Regions from separate parts of the Danio rerio genome. Here region 2 is linked to region 1. Evidence: chromatin contacts called from public Micro-C data. All regions are on one chromosome and are shown on one strand. Each heading gives the region's core, a stretch centred on a gene start, on an enhancer-like site or on the middle of the called end of the contact. The rest is flanking DNA. Distances are from core to core; before and after follow the strand shown. Region 1 holds the start of eif4ebp3 (eukaryotic translation initiation factor 4E binding protein 3). Region 2 holds the start of stx5al (syntaxin 5A, like).

What was found. Hi-C and Micro-C count contacts between places; a contact is called where the count stands out from the background.
Region 2: a contact with region 1 is called in a Micro-C map of caudal fin, with 4 times the contacts expected there. The contact joins the promoter of stx5al here to the promoter of eif4ebp3 in region 1. A contact is called at or near these places in 2 of 18 Hi-C or Micro-C datasets (caudal fin and embryo) and 2 of 4 datasets of contacts at active chromatin or transcription factors (embryo and gastrula embryo).

Annotation. Positions count from the first base shown.
Region 1 is chr21:29,491,628-29,499,066 of GRCz12tu, reverse strand. It overlaps eif4ebp3 (eukaryotic translation initiation factor 4E binding protein 3), which reads left to right and starts at 3,271. Exons shown (of 3, transcript NM_001007354.2): 1 at 3,271-3,461; 2 at 4,517-4,669; 3 at 7,353-7,439. The coding sequence starts at 3,332. The coding sequence ends at 7,384. It overlaps ankhd1 (ankyrin repeat and KH domain containing 1), which reads left to right. Exons shown (of 35, transcript NM_001199768.1): 34 at 668-832; 35 at 917-1,503. The coding sequence ends at 976.
Region 2 is chr21:29,623,488-29,630,926 of GRCz12tu, reverse strand. stx5al (syntaxin 5A, like) reads right to left here and starts at 4,910. Exons shown (of 12, transcript NM_199630.2): 1 at 4,465-4,910; 2 at 2,662-2,749; 3 at 1-194. The coding sequence starts at 175. It also overlaps a transcript of rce1b not described here.

The DNA of each region.
Region 1 (7,439 bases), core at 2,022-4,521:
TTTTGAGGGAAAAGATTTAGGAAAAAAAGCTAATTTCTGCCCTCCCAACATCTAGTAAAACTCATTATAAAAGATTAAATGCCAACTCAGCCTCTTTTTGGTTCCTGGGGCTCTACATTTGTTGTGGAAATCTCTAATTGAACCAAAACAAACAATTACAATTGGCTAAGATTAGCAAAAAATAAATAAATTGTTTCAACTGACAGACTTGAATACTTTAATAATTACAAGTGAACGTTATACTTTGTAGACAAAATACCTATAGGATTTTAAGCCATTTACATTGTTTGACCATGATAAAGTATCCAAAAAACTAAAAAAAAAAACAAGTAGAAAGTACATTTTTTTCTCCTCATGCCACATTTTTTTAGTGGGTGTCAACCAGCAGATACTTTAGATTCTCTTTATCTATTCGAATTCCTCACTCCTTTAAAGGGATTTGGGCAAATGGATTGACATCAAATTTAAAGCAGTGTATGTCTGATACATAATATAATTCCTCCCCAAACCTCCCACTACCCTGTATAGTGCTCTTGCATTGGCTGATTTTGCAATTTGTCGCCGAATGCAATTCAAGTGCAGTCTGAACCCTCCATTAGTTCTGCACAAAAAGGGCAATTTCAGTTTGTACCTCCACAGCAACTCTTGTGTTTTGTGAACTCTTCAGGGGCTGCCAATGTCAATGTACGGTGGCACGATGATCCCTCCTCACCCTCAGATGGCGGAGGGTCCTGGAGGCCCTGTCTACAACGGTCTTCACACTTCTGACCCTGCCTGGAACCCCATCCTAAAGGTTGTACCCAACTCTGCTGAGAACGCAGACCCACAGCAGGTAGTTGCCAACCCCGACTGAAAGAGCTTATAAATTAGAAGCTGCTTTTTTGTTGTCCTGACTCTTGCGATCTTGTTGTTGCAGGTATGGCCAGGCACTTGGGCTCCACATGTGGGAAATGTGCATCTGAATCATGTCAACTAAACTGTGATCGAGAGGCCTAGGAGCAGTAACAAGAAACACGTTAAAAAGAACAAGATAATTACCTAATTACTGAGACGTGGTATTAACCTAGATGTGTCCCCCCAAAAATGTTAAAACAAGTTCAGAAATTTGAGAGACGGACACCCTCGATGTGCCTAACTAAAAAGAAAGAATCCAGTGTGGGATTTAACGTGTTTACCACGGTCTATGAACAAATCGATTGCCTGTTCAACAGGATACATACTGAGTAGTATAGCCATTTTGACATATAAGCCCCACGTAAAAGTGTTCTTGGTCGGCAGGGCTCAATAGGACAGTGCGCTATTTATACTTGGCCAAGACCTAGATGATTGCGTAAAGAATGAAATCAGACCTTTTAGAGTGGTAAATACCTGTATAATTGTTTACATACTGAAAAAAGGGTTAAAAATGAGAGTAAATTTCATGTCGTATAGTGGCTCTACTTTATGTAGCTTGTATTAATGTGAAATATTTACCTTAATATTCAATAAAAAGTTGGAAATGTATCTGGTGTGAAAGTTATTTCAGTCCGTTGAGTTTATGATACTAGTTGCCTGTTATGTTTTTAAAATAAGGCACGCTGGTACATTAAGGCACACACTGTACTAGGACTAGTTTGATTTCTAACTTCTCTAAGACATTATTTTGGCATGTAAATGGACATGTTTGCACATTTCTCTGTGTTCTGAAAGTCTGACCATAATGTCAGGATGACCTACCAGGAATTTAAACTTTAACCTGTAATATTACAACATCCGTTTTAGCTGTACTTATTTAAACTCTTTAAACCTTTTTTCTCTCTAAGACCAGTTTTACACAAATAAAAAGTCCTATTGCAATGCTATGGGATAGTAGATTTATTCTATCATTGGATAAATGATTTAGTTAATGGGCCATGAACTCACACAACCTGAGAACTTGCATTAAAACATCATTTTGTTTCATTAAACTAGATAAATCAGCACTTAGGTAACAAGTTTCTAGAAACTTCTTTGATTAGTCCAATATCTAGATGCAGATGTGAAGGCAGTGTTGAATGCTTTGATTATACTACATTTTGAGCGTATGGCAGTGTTGTAGTTTTACAATGCTGGGTCTCAGGGGTAGTAAGATTAGCTTTTGTACATTATGAATTTTATTTCTGTGTAAAGAATACTAAAATAAATGGGTTTTTTTTTTGAACGTTTCCAATTTTAAAACAGCTTGGTAAACATTGTTTGGAGTAACTTTTGTGATTACAAAATATAAAGTATATTTAAGCACATTTCTTTGTTAACTACATTCCATAATTTGTGAAATGTGTGAATTGTTTGAAGCATGCCAGTATCATTTGGATAGTTTATTTTTAAATCCTCCTAAATTTATAATGTGCTAGTCTTAGGGGGGAAATCTTACATGCAATGTATGAATTCTATTTCATGATTCAATTCAATTCATGTTTATTTCTATAGGGCTTTTACAATGTAGATTGTGTCAAAACAGCTTTACATAGAAGTTCTAGTAAATTAAAACAATGTCAGTCCAGTTTTCGGAGTTTAAGTTCAGTTCAGTGTAATTTAAATTTCACTGCTGAATGTCCAAATACTGAAGAGCAAATCCATCAATGTGCATCTCCACACATCCCAAACCAAGCAAGCCAGTGGCCACACTGGCAAAATACAAGCTTCACCAATTGACAAAAGTGAAGAGAAAAAAAATGAATAATTATAATTATTGTGTTATAGTTGATGTGTTTATAAAGCATTATACCCAGCAAACATTTAGATTTGCTCAATTAAAAATTTTAGCCCAAACAAACACAAGGTCAAAAACACATGTCCCTTTTTCACTTTATATGCATTCAATGGGGACACGTAAAGGGTGTTTTTTCTTCAATTTCGGGCTTTTAAAATGGTTAAGGTGCCAACAAATATAGGCAGCACATCTAAGCGTGATACAGCACAGCTCATGTCTTTCATGCAGAAAATGTCCAGATGTGCAGCCAGTTCAGGGAGTGAAACCTTGGGTCAAGTCGAGGTGACTATTCCTCAGGTAGGTCAGGCTTTTCGCACTGCACGCGTTGTTTTGTTTCACCGTGTCCTCGCTCCGACTGACTCGTGCAGTTCATGGAGCTTGCATTCCGTGAAATGGCTAAGCGCTTGCTCCTTATCGAGGGCCTCAGCGCTGTTAGTACGGAGTGTGATTGTTGTTTCTGATTGGCCGAATATGTCACGTGACAAATCTCCGCCCCCCCTCTCAATAAACATGTGGAGGACAGAAACACGCAGCGCTCCTAGTAAATGAACCGAGACTTTGCTGTGTGTACGTGAAAGACTCGCTAACTTTAAACAAATCATGTCAAACAGTGAAGCTTCGTCGACCTGCCCGATCCCAAGCCGCTCCATTCATGAGAAGAGCTGGTCTCCGCTTCCGGACAGTTACAGTCAGACACCAGGAGGAACTGTGTTTTCAACAACCCCCGGCGGTGAGTTATTTGACCTCGTGTATCATAAGTGTATTGTACTAGACGAGTGGTTTAGTTTTGTGCAAGTTTCTCTGCGTAAGTTACCCGTGCACGCTTTGTTTTTGTATGACGTGAGCTCGACTGCGCAATCATATGCCGCAGGCTATGCGCTGTTTACAACTTAAACAGTCCTGTGAGCAGTGACAAATCGATTAATTTTTTTCTCACCGATGCACTTGTGCTTCAAAGCACTTTTGCAATAGGTTTAAACCACATTTTATCTCTTTACTATACTGTCTAAAACTGAACAATTGCGTCGTAAAATAGATAGTTGTTTATGATAATTTACGAAATTTGATAAATAGAAATGTTTTCTGGACCTTAACGTTATCTATAACTTTTGTCCACCTTTTTTAAATTGCACTAACCTTTTGTTTAAATATATGTACAGCAAATTCAGGAGACAGTTTAAAAATTAAAATATAAATAAAGGAATGTTAATAGACTTTCTTGAACTTAAAACACATTTATAAACTATAACTTAACACCCAGATTCAATACTGATCACATGGGAAAACTCACATGGAGAAATGTGACTGCAAAGTTGGTTTAGTTTGTTACAGCACAATTTATTCATATAAACCTGTCAGCTGTGACCATATCTCAGGCACAATCATAATCATGCAGATCATATTGATTTAAAAAGATACCCTGCTATAACTCATTTTGTAAGCCTTCCGATTTGAGTTCATGTTTTGGATTTTTTCATATCAAGCCAACCCTCAGGCAGTCCAATTTCACTGGTTCTTTATGCAGAAAGGGCGATGTTGCTCAATTTCCTCGCTCCTTGGGTTACTACAGGACATCTAAACAGGGACGCCTTGTTTTAATCACTGCTTGCATGTATTTCCATTAGACAAACTTTACATTTACTTGGATGACACAACATGTTTTTCTGTATTTAGAGATGGAGCTGAACTCAACAGGAAGCTCGTTTCTCGAAGCAAAAATGCTTTCAGCTTGTGCCAACATTTTTTTTCTTTTCCCTTAAACCAATATTGATATCTTCCCTGCAGGAACTCGGATTATCTATGATCGAAAGTTTCTGCTGGAATGTCGAAACTCTCCAATCGCTCGCACCCCACCCTGCTGCCTCCCGGACATCCCAGGAGTCACCAGACCCTCACTGCAAATAATAGAGCAAGAGGAGGACAGCAAAGATCTGTCAAGTAAGAGACGCATCACTTGCATTAGTTTGTTTTTTTCCACCTAAGAAGAACATTCAGTCTTGTACTGTCCTATCTAACATTCTCTCACGTTGTTTATTTAGGACTGGGTGATATGGCAAAAATGCAATCTCGATAATTATTTTCCATATTGAACGATAATTATATTTAATTCGATATCAGTTGTTAATGTTTCCCGATTTAAAAGAGTACCTCAACATTGACTGAATCTGCAAAAATTAGAGAGTCCATTAACTGGCGTAACATATCTTCGGCCGATAAATTTTCAGTGGCCAAAAATTTGGTGCATCTCTAATATTAAACACTCTTCCAGATTCTCATTGTTGCACATTTCTGCTTTGTGATTGGCTGTTGGATCATTCGTTCAGTTATTTTCTTTTCGGCTTGGTCCCTTTATTAATCTGTGGTCGCCACAGCAAAATAAACTACCAACTTATCCAGCATACAGTATGTTTTACACAGCGGATGCCCTACCAGCTGCAACCCATCACTAGGAAACATCCATACACACCCATTCATACTCGTACACTACTGACAATTTTGCTTACCCAATTCGCATGTACCACATGACTTTGGACTTGTGGGGGAAACAGAGCACCCGGAGGAAAGCTCTTAGATCAATATGAAGTAAAAAAAAGGTCCAGAGCTTATCATTGTTATTGACATTAATTTTATCGCAATTCAATATAATATGGTTTATCGGCCCAGCCCTAGCGCAATGTATATAATTTTTCATTTACAAAGCTGCAGTGTTGAGCTAAACCTGTGGAACAGGTTTAATCATGTTTCTGATTGACTTCGTTTAAGTCATCAACTACATGAATGTCACATCACTGTTGTGTATAGTATGCACTGCATGTGACAGAGCAAGACCCACATGGGAATTTATGTACAGTAAATGAGACAATGGCAAAAAAAGTGGTCATGAGAAAGAGAATGCAGGATGCTGTAAACATCAGAGAAATGTTTACTTATAAATCATTGGTTTTATCTTTGGTGTAATATTTTATCTTGCACTAGAAATATGCTACACATTTTATCCAAAAAAAAAAGTAAAAAACAAAATGCAAAAAAAAAAAAACTATTTGTGGGGGGCTGCAAATTCTCACAATTTTTTAAAAATGTGCTGCATTTTTCCACAAAGCAAACAATTTACGTAAACGCTTTACTTTTTCTCACAACGCAATTTACAGTAACGCACTGCATTTTCTAATAACGCAAACAATTTCTGGAAATGCGCTGCATTTTCTCAGAACGCAAACAATTTAAGTAAAGCTCAGAACATGAAAACATTTCAAGGAGACCCTATAACATGACGGACCCAGCTATTTACGTTATGGTTATTTAGGCTAGTGAAGTACAAAAGAAAAGGGAATCAGGATGTTAAAATAAACAAACAAAAACTGACTTTTCCATGATCACCTACAACTTCACAGAACAATAATCACGGCAAGTCAGTGTCCATCACATTTTTGGGTCCACAGTTGAAACATTTTCTGCTGTGTTCCGTTCTTTACACAATCTGAAATTAGTAATTCATCTGATCATTTCAATTTTTTTTATGAGGCTTAAAAAATATTGACATTATAGAATTTGTATGGGTGCTGCAATTTTTGGATAAAGTCCTTGAAACTACATAATGTAATTGTTTTTTCATAATAATTTTTTACTAAATAAATAATAATATTTAAGTATTTGCATAAAAATATTTATTATTTTTTGCTTGTGTATTAAATGAAACATCTGGAGTCTGCACCTGTAGTGTGATCTGGCTGTCTTTCTGTAACCATACACTTTGATTAAGTGGTGCGAGAAGACAAAATACAAGTAGATTACCACATAATGAATGAAAAATGCATTAAATTAAATTTAAAATACTTTTAGGATAAAAAATGAAACATTTAGAAACTGTGTGAATGACATTTCATGCAGTAAATAACAGTTATTCTGTTTAATTTACCTTTAAATACTATACTATAAAATACTGTAAAAATACCATCAGATATAATGTAATGAAGTGGCAAGGTTTGCATGTTCTCTTTGTGTTCATGTGGGTTTCCTCCTGATGCTCTGGTTTCCCCCACAGTCCAAAGACATGTGCTATAGGTAGATTGAATAAACTAAGTTGTCAGTAGTGTATGATTGTTTCCCCATGCCAGGTTGCAGCTGGAAGGGCATCCGCTCTGTAAAAAAAATGCTGGATAAGTTGGCGGTTCATTCCACTGTGGTAACCCCTGATGAATAAAGGGACTAAGCTGAAGGAAAATAAATAATTGAATAATGTAATTAAGTATATCAATTTTGCCACACTTGTAAATTGCTGGAAGAATGTAAAAATTAACCTGGAAAATGCTTTAATTTGACTGTGGAATAAGTGTAAGAACCATGTAAGTGGATTTAAATTCAGCAAATAAAACATTGTTTATCACTGAGATGAAGTGAAATCAGAGCAATGTGGGGCACTCCTTTATTTTTTTACTACTGCATTGTAAGCGCAGTCACATTTCACAGTGGCTGAAATGACTTCATGAGAAAAACAAATAAAACTGCATCTGACCTGCTCCTAGTCGGTGCGTCTGATTTCCATATCAGGAGACCATCCACAGGGTGACGCAACTCTTTGAACCCTCTAACCGCTCTCTCTTTCTCTCGTTTCTCTCCTCAGTTGATGACAGCCAGTTTGTGATTGACATATGAAGTGTCTGCAGCTCTTCTGGATATAAACTGACTGTCTCAGCCTGTTCCACCAGTG
Region 2 (7,439 bases), core at 3,661-6,160, 130 kb before region 1:
ACTCGCCAGTTCGGTCTCTGCAGGACATGCTGAATGTGTCTGGGACGGGAGCAATGGGCGCTGGGACAGCCAGGGGGGTTTCCAGCTGCTGGACCAGCTGGGACTGGGTCTGAGAGGGCCCAGTGTACACCCCGTCCTGGCTGCTTTTAGGACCGTGACGCCGACGTGTGTTCATTGGTGCACCCACTCATCACCTTATGAACAGGAAAGAGGAATCCATCCAGACATATTCAGTAACAAAATAAACTATGCATGATATTATTATTGTGGGCACTTCAACTCAATTATTTATGATTTAAACATTTTGAATGCCTCTCAAGAATATTCAGATTGTGGTGTTCATCACAGGACCAAATGCTTGAAGACTCATTAATTTTTTTTTAAATACACATGTTTCTTTACGTCAATAATTTAGTGTACAGTGTTCAACATAAATGAGCACACCCCATTTGAAAATTTATATTTTCATCCATTTCTCAGTGAATATAGATAATAAAAATGATAATAAATTTTATTTGTAATGCGCTTTTCTTAGACTCAAAGCGCTAAGAGGCAAAATACCAACAATAACAGAAAAAGCACAACGATAAAAAAGATGCAATAAAACAATAAGAATATGAACCATAAGATAGAATTTAAAAAGTTGACAAAATGATTGTCCTAAGGTAAAAGCAATGCTAAAAAGTTGAGTCTTAAGAAATTTCTTAAAACAGTCCAGAGAAGCGGCATTCCTAATGCTGATGGGTAGTGCATTCCACTACTTAGGCGCACCCCATGAGAAAACCCAACCACCCATCATCTTTAGTTTACAGCGTGGCTGATACAGAGTAAGTCCCAATGCTGAATGAACACTGCAGGCTGGAGTAGCAAGATTCACCAGGACACAAATGTAACCACGTTCTAGCCCATGCACCCTTTGAAAGTTAAAATCACGATCTTAAAATCAACCCGTGACTTAATAGAAAGCCAGTGTGGTTGTTGAAGTATGAGTAATATGGTGGCGTGATGATCTGTGTGTCAAAACCCGTGCAGCGGAATCTGTAATCTACTGAGAGAACTTGTAGGTAAATCCCAAAAAAGTTCATTACAATATCAAGATGTGATGTGATGAAGGCATGGATAAGCCTCTCTGCATCAGGTAGTGAGAGAAATGGTCTAATCTGTGCAATATTGTGGAGATGCGAGAAGGCAGTTTTTGTAAAGTGTTTGAAACTGAGCAGAGGTAATATATTTTGGTGCATTTGAACAAAACAGATTTATTAAATTCAAATATTTATTAAAATAATATTTTAGTCACCAAACGTCTTTAGAAATAGAAAGATAATACAATTAAATTCATGCAAAATATTGAGGAAAAAATTACAAACTATAAAATTTCAACAACATTATATATATATATATATATATATATATATATATATATATATATATATATATATATATATATATATATATATAGTTTCTCTTGAGTTTTGCTCTTTTTTTTATTAATATTTAATATTTCCCCCCTGACATATAGTTTGGGTGTACTAATTTTGGACCATTATCATAAGTTTTTTTGTAACATTAGCTCCAGAATTGGCTTCAGTGGTGACACAAATATAATAATGTAAAGCTTCCTATAGAAAATATAGAATTTAAATGAGTGCTTTGTGAGAAGTGTAGTCATATATGTTGAGCACTGAAATTGTTCTGATTCCTAAACACTTCACAATAAGGCTCATTTTATTACTGTTAGCAAATAGAAACAAAACAGACATTGAAAATTACTAATAATGCATTGTTTAAATTTGGTGAGTTTAATATCTTAGTTTAATAGCCCATCACAATCCAAAAGTGGCAACTATTTTTTATAACTAATAAAGTTCAGATTTAATACAACAATTTACATAAAAGTTTCTGTAACACATTACTTCTCACTATTGATGCAAGTAAATGATTTAACTAATGTTTACTAACTTTACTAATAGTGAAGTTGTATCTAATATGCAATATTATCACACCAAATCAGTCAAACAGCAAAATGGTCATCTAAATGCACTTTTATTCTTTGACCAAAAGCAAAAAATAATAATAATAATTACGTGTGGTGTTAGATTAACTAACTTAATCTGTATGTATCTCACAACTGAACTGGGAATGTGCCTGTGATATTTAAACCATATGAACACTTATTTTGAGCACTGAAAACAGCTGTAAACTAATTTTTCAGGATTTTTTACTGAGTACATTACTGAGAGAACATTTCTGAAGAACTTCACTTGAGGTAACATTCTGAGGTTAGTTACATACTTGAGGACATTATAAATCTCTTTACGGTCATTTTTGACTAATTGAATTACAATATTGACAGCTGTTTTGAACAGAGCATAACTGGATATTTGTGTTTATTGTGTTTTAGTAATGTCGCCATTTTAAAATCAGAAGAACTCGTTAAAAGAGCGGCGTGTTATCTGCTTATTTCGATATTTGACAATAATCTTTTATGAAATCCAGCTCATGTTAGCTGCTAAGCTAAGTAACTGATTGTGTAAATATGTTAACACCGTTCAAACTGTGAAAAACGTCAAACATTTGTGAACAATTGAGCAGCTTTGTTGTAACTTATGGGAAGCTGAATGACAGCACGTGAGACGAAAGATACAAAGATTCATTTCTCACCACTCTGCCTCTCTGATGGCTGAACTGTGTGCAGGCTGTAAATAATATCCGGGTCTTGACAAACATACTGACGTCACTGCCACGTATCCTTTGCAGAAAATTCGGTTAATAGTCAACACAAGGTGGCGCTGCGATTACTATGCTTGAAGTTATGAAGGTAAGAATTTTTTCATTTATTTTTTTATTCTTATATTTTTATTGAAGCATATAACTGACAAGTATACAAGATTACACGCTAACATATGTAGCAGTCATACAAAACTTATTGATGCAGAACATACATTAAATAAAAAATGCTACATGGAGGGATCCATCCTGTTTAAATTATTTGGTTGTACAGATTTGGTTTTTTGAGGTTTTTATAGCCTTCTTGTTTCTTGTAATTGAGGTCAAAGAATTATTAACTATTTTTAAATCTTTACAGAACAAATTAACGGAGGGACTAATAGACATTAATTTTGCCATGTGTGTGTGAAACTTCCCAAGAAAAATTATCAACTTTAAAGCATTATTGAGTGTATCATAGCCACACAATTTTACAATAAAAAAAAGAATCATGTATTCGTCAAAGGTAATTATATTGTAAAATTAATCAAAAATCAACCCTAAAACCTGTTTCCAAAAATAATCAGAAAACTTACAAGTATATAAAATAGATGTAAACAAAAAGAACATTGTGGTGAAATGCCTTTTTAAGATGTATAATTTTAAATCAATTAAAATTATTTTTTTCTTGTTGAACATAACCTATAAAGGTAAAAAATATATATAGTTTCCATTTCAAAATGGCTATTTTGAATATTTCAAAAATACTACTATTTTGAATTAGACATTTTCTGACATGGAAGGTATTACATTTATTTATTTATTTTTTATCTAGGATACTGATACCACCAAGTAGAGTTTTTGGAATTTGCTTTAAGACTGAGTTATAAATAACATGAATTTACATCAAGTAAAGCAGTTTATTAGAGATGCTTTTCACAATCAAATTATAATCATTATTATTAGAAAGAATGTCCTGATAGATATAAATCTCATCACTGCTATTTAGTAAATCTTAAACAAAAATAATTCCCTGGTCAAACCAATCTTTTTTAAGATAAGAAATTTGCTAAACAAATAGCTTGGCGGTCAACAAAAAAAAAATGGTGTTTCAAGCATCAAAACAATCAAAAGCTATTTTTTTCATAGTATTTTTATTACAATTATTTTAATAAAATACATTTTAGTTTGATTTACATAAGACTGACACAAAAAGTAACAATGTTTATTTACAAATAAAATAAAAAAATAATAAATTATATGTCCTTTATGAAATGTTTTCACCATTTAATATTAAAAACTCCAAGTTTCATTCATTTTTTCATTTCATTTGTAATAAAATGTAGTAAATAATGCAACATTATTTCACCCGTTTTGACATACTACTTTCACAAACATTATTTGAAACATTAAATAGACACTTTACTTGCATTAGAATTGCTTGTGGGTCAACGAAGAAAATTGGGTTTCAAGCATTAAATCAATCAAAAGCGTTATTTTCTTAATATTACTTTTTTATCACTATTATTTTAATATAATATTTTGATATTTTATGATATGCATAGAACAAACACTAAAATAGCATTCAGTGCAACAATATTTATTTACAAATAAAATAATAATGACATGAAAATAAAATTAATTTCCTTTATAAAATGTTTTAAACATTTATTATTAAAAACCACAAGTTTTATTCATTTCAATTGTAATAAAATAAATAAAACAGCGATGCGGTGGAGCAGAGGGTAGCATGCTCACCTCACAGCAAGAAGGTCACTGGTTCGAGCCTCGGCTGGGTCAGTTGGCATTTCTGTGTGGATTTTGCATTTTCCCCAATGTTCGTGTGGGTTTCCTCGTGGTGTAAAAGACATGTGGTACAGGTGAACTGGGCTGGAAGGGCATCCGCTGCGTAAAACATGTGCTGGATAAGTTGGATGCTCATTCCACTGTGGCGACCCCGGATTAATAAAGGGACTAAGCCGAAAAGAAAATGAATGGATAAATAAACTGTAATATACTAAATACAGATCAGAATAATTTTTGATTACATTATCCATCTGTTATGTTAAATGATGGAACATTTTTTCAACCATTTTGACATACTCTTTTCCACAAGTCAGTTTTACTTGCATTAAATGTTTTCTATCTACACTATCTGACAAATAATAACTTGACTTCTAGTTGATCATTTGGAAAAGTTGCAGGTCAATTTATTTTTTAGATGAATCATCTGTTGAGCCGCATCCCAATCATCACAACTTCTACAGAAGACCTATTGGAACACGCATGAACCAAATATTCTCACCGAAATCAGTCAAGTTTGGTGAAAAAAAATCATGATTTGGGGTTACATTCACTATGGGGGCATGCGAGAAATCTGCAGAGTCAACCGCCTGAGGTATCAAGACATTTGTGTTGCTCATTACATTACAAACCACAAGGAAGGGTTATTTCTTCAGCAGCATAGCGCTCCTTCTCATACTTCAGCCTCCGCATCAAAGTTCCTGAAAGGAAAGCAGGTTAAGGTGCTCCAAGATTGGCCTGGCCAGTCATCAGACATAAACATTATTGAGCATTTCTTGGGTAAGATGAAGAAGGAGGCGAGGCATTGAAGATCAATGCAAAGGATCTTGATGAACTCTGGAAGTCCTGCAAGAACGTTTTCTTTGCCATTCTAGATGACTTTATTAATAAGTTATTTGAGTCATTGCAGAGATGTATGGATGCAGTCCTCCAAGCTTATGAGAGTCATACACACAATATTAATTATTTTACCACTGCACCATGACTTTATATTCTATACTGCACATTCTTTCTGTTAAGTGACAAGACTTTTATTTTGGTCAAATAAGTGTAATCTAGAGGCCTTTGCCTTTTATTTAAGCCACTTTTGATACCACATGATCAACTAGAAGTCAAGTTATTATATGTTGTTCCTAAAACTTTGATAGGCAACAAGACTTTTGTCAAGTAGTGTATATAAAATCACTTAATGTAAATGTAACTTTGTGCAATCACCAAAATGTGATGTTGTGTCTTTGACCTGTGTTGGCCTTCCTCATTGTGTTAGCAGAACATATTTAATAATAATGAAGTAAATGATAATGAAATGAAGTAAATGTACTGAACTGAACAGAGTTTTCTTCTTAATAGCTTTGAAACTTGTGACTGAGAGAAATGTGGTGATCAACTGTGTGTAGCTTCTAACAAATAAAACAACTTTTGCTTTAATTCCCAAAATGCACGCAGTACAGTTCACTGTATTACCATAAAAATAATTTAACTAAAGGACATGGACTTAAAAGCTGTGACTATCATTGATAAAACATTTCATAAAATCATCCACTTTAAAATCATAACCCTTCCGATGAAAACAGAACAAAGAAAACTGTTTACACATAATCTCAATATTCATTCATTCATTATCTTTTCGGCTTATTCCATTTATTAATCTGGGGTCTCAATAATGCTGTCAATTATACATTCATAATACAAATATTAAATAATTCCTTAAATAACACTGAAAAACTTGTATGTAGATAAGCTGTTTCATCAGAACTAGTCTCTGAACCTGTTAGGAGGAAAGAATAATAGTATTATTTATTACTACTCATGAGAAGAAAGAACATTATACATGATTTTAGGGACGTTCTATGACCGTTTAAGTTCGTCAAAACTCTTAATGGCAATCAATACATCTGATAAAGGCATAAAATTGTCCATTACCTGCACTGACACTGGCTGTGTTCAACAAACGGCAGCTCGATGATGCTCCCGGCCATATTCCCCTCCGAATCTGTGGCATACTGCTGTAACTGTCGTTTTGTTGAAGCAAAACAAAAAACGAAAAAAGACAAAACATGAGAAAACAAGACAAGACAAAACACGAGGAAAGGAAACGCTGTTATATGCTGAATTAAACATATCCCTATACACTAGCTTGTGTTGACTACCGGAATTATGGTGGTGTGTTTGGCCACATTCACACACACCATAGCCTCATCTGAACAGCATCCCCCACAGCGCTGTAGAGGGACACATGAGGGCACAACATGACCCAGTATCACCTCAGAGAACTCGTCTTCAACTTTAACCAGTGTTTCACGAGGCTTGCAAAGGGTGCTCATGTAGAGCTTCAGCATAAAAGAGAGAAATCGATGACTTAGAACAGTGTTTCCCAACTCTGTTCCTGGTGGCACACCAAACGTACATATTTTGAATGTTTTGATGAGGGGAAGGTAAAGATAACAATGGTAATTAATAAACTGTACACAAATCCTGGTTGCCTCAAAATTTAAAGCTGAATCAGATTAATCTCATGAATCTATTGAGCTTATTTTGTTAAACTGACTTAAAAGTGCTTGCATAACTTAAAAATTAAGTTAGAATATAGCATTGTTTAATAAGTTTCAATGTACTAAAAACATATGCTGTCATGACTAATTGTTTACATATTTTTACAGTGTAGTTACATTTAAAAATAACATGCAAATATAAAGCTATCAGCCTTTCCATGTTGACAATATTTGTTCCATTGGATTTTAACCCATAGGAAGGGTTTTTTCCATTGGTATTGCGACTCCTATGAACAGCATATGGCTACACACAGCATATGGCAAGCCATTTAAGCTTAAAATCTTACAAAGTTATTTGTTACAAATGCATTTTTAGTTACAAATTCATTACAGGGATCTACTATTAAATGATTACTCTTATCAATTCCTATTAGAAAG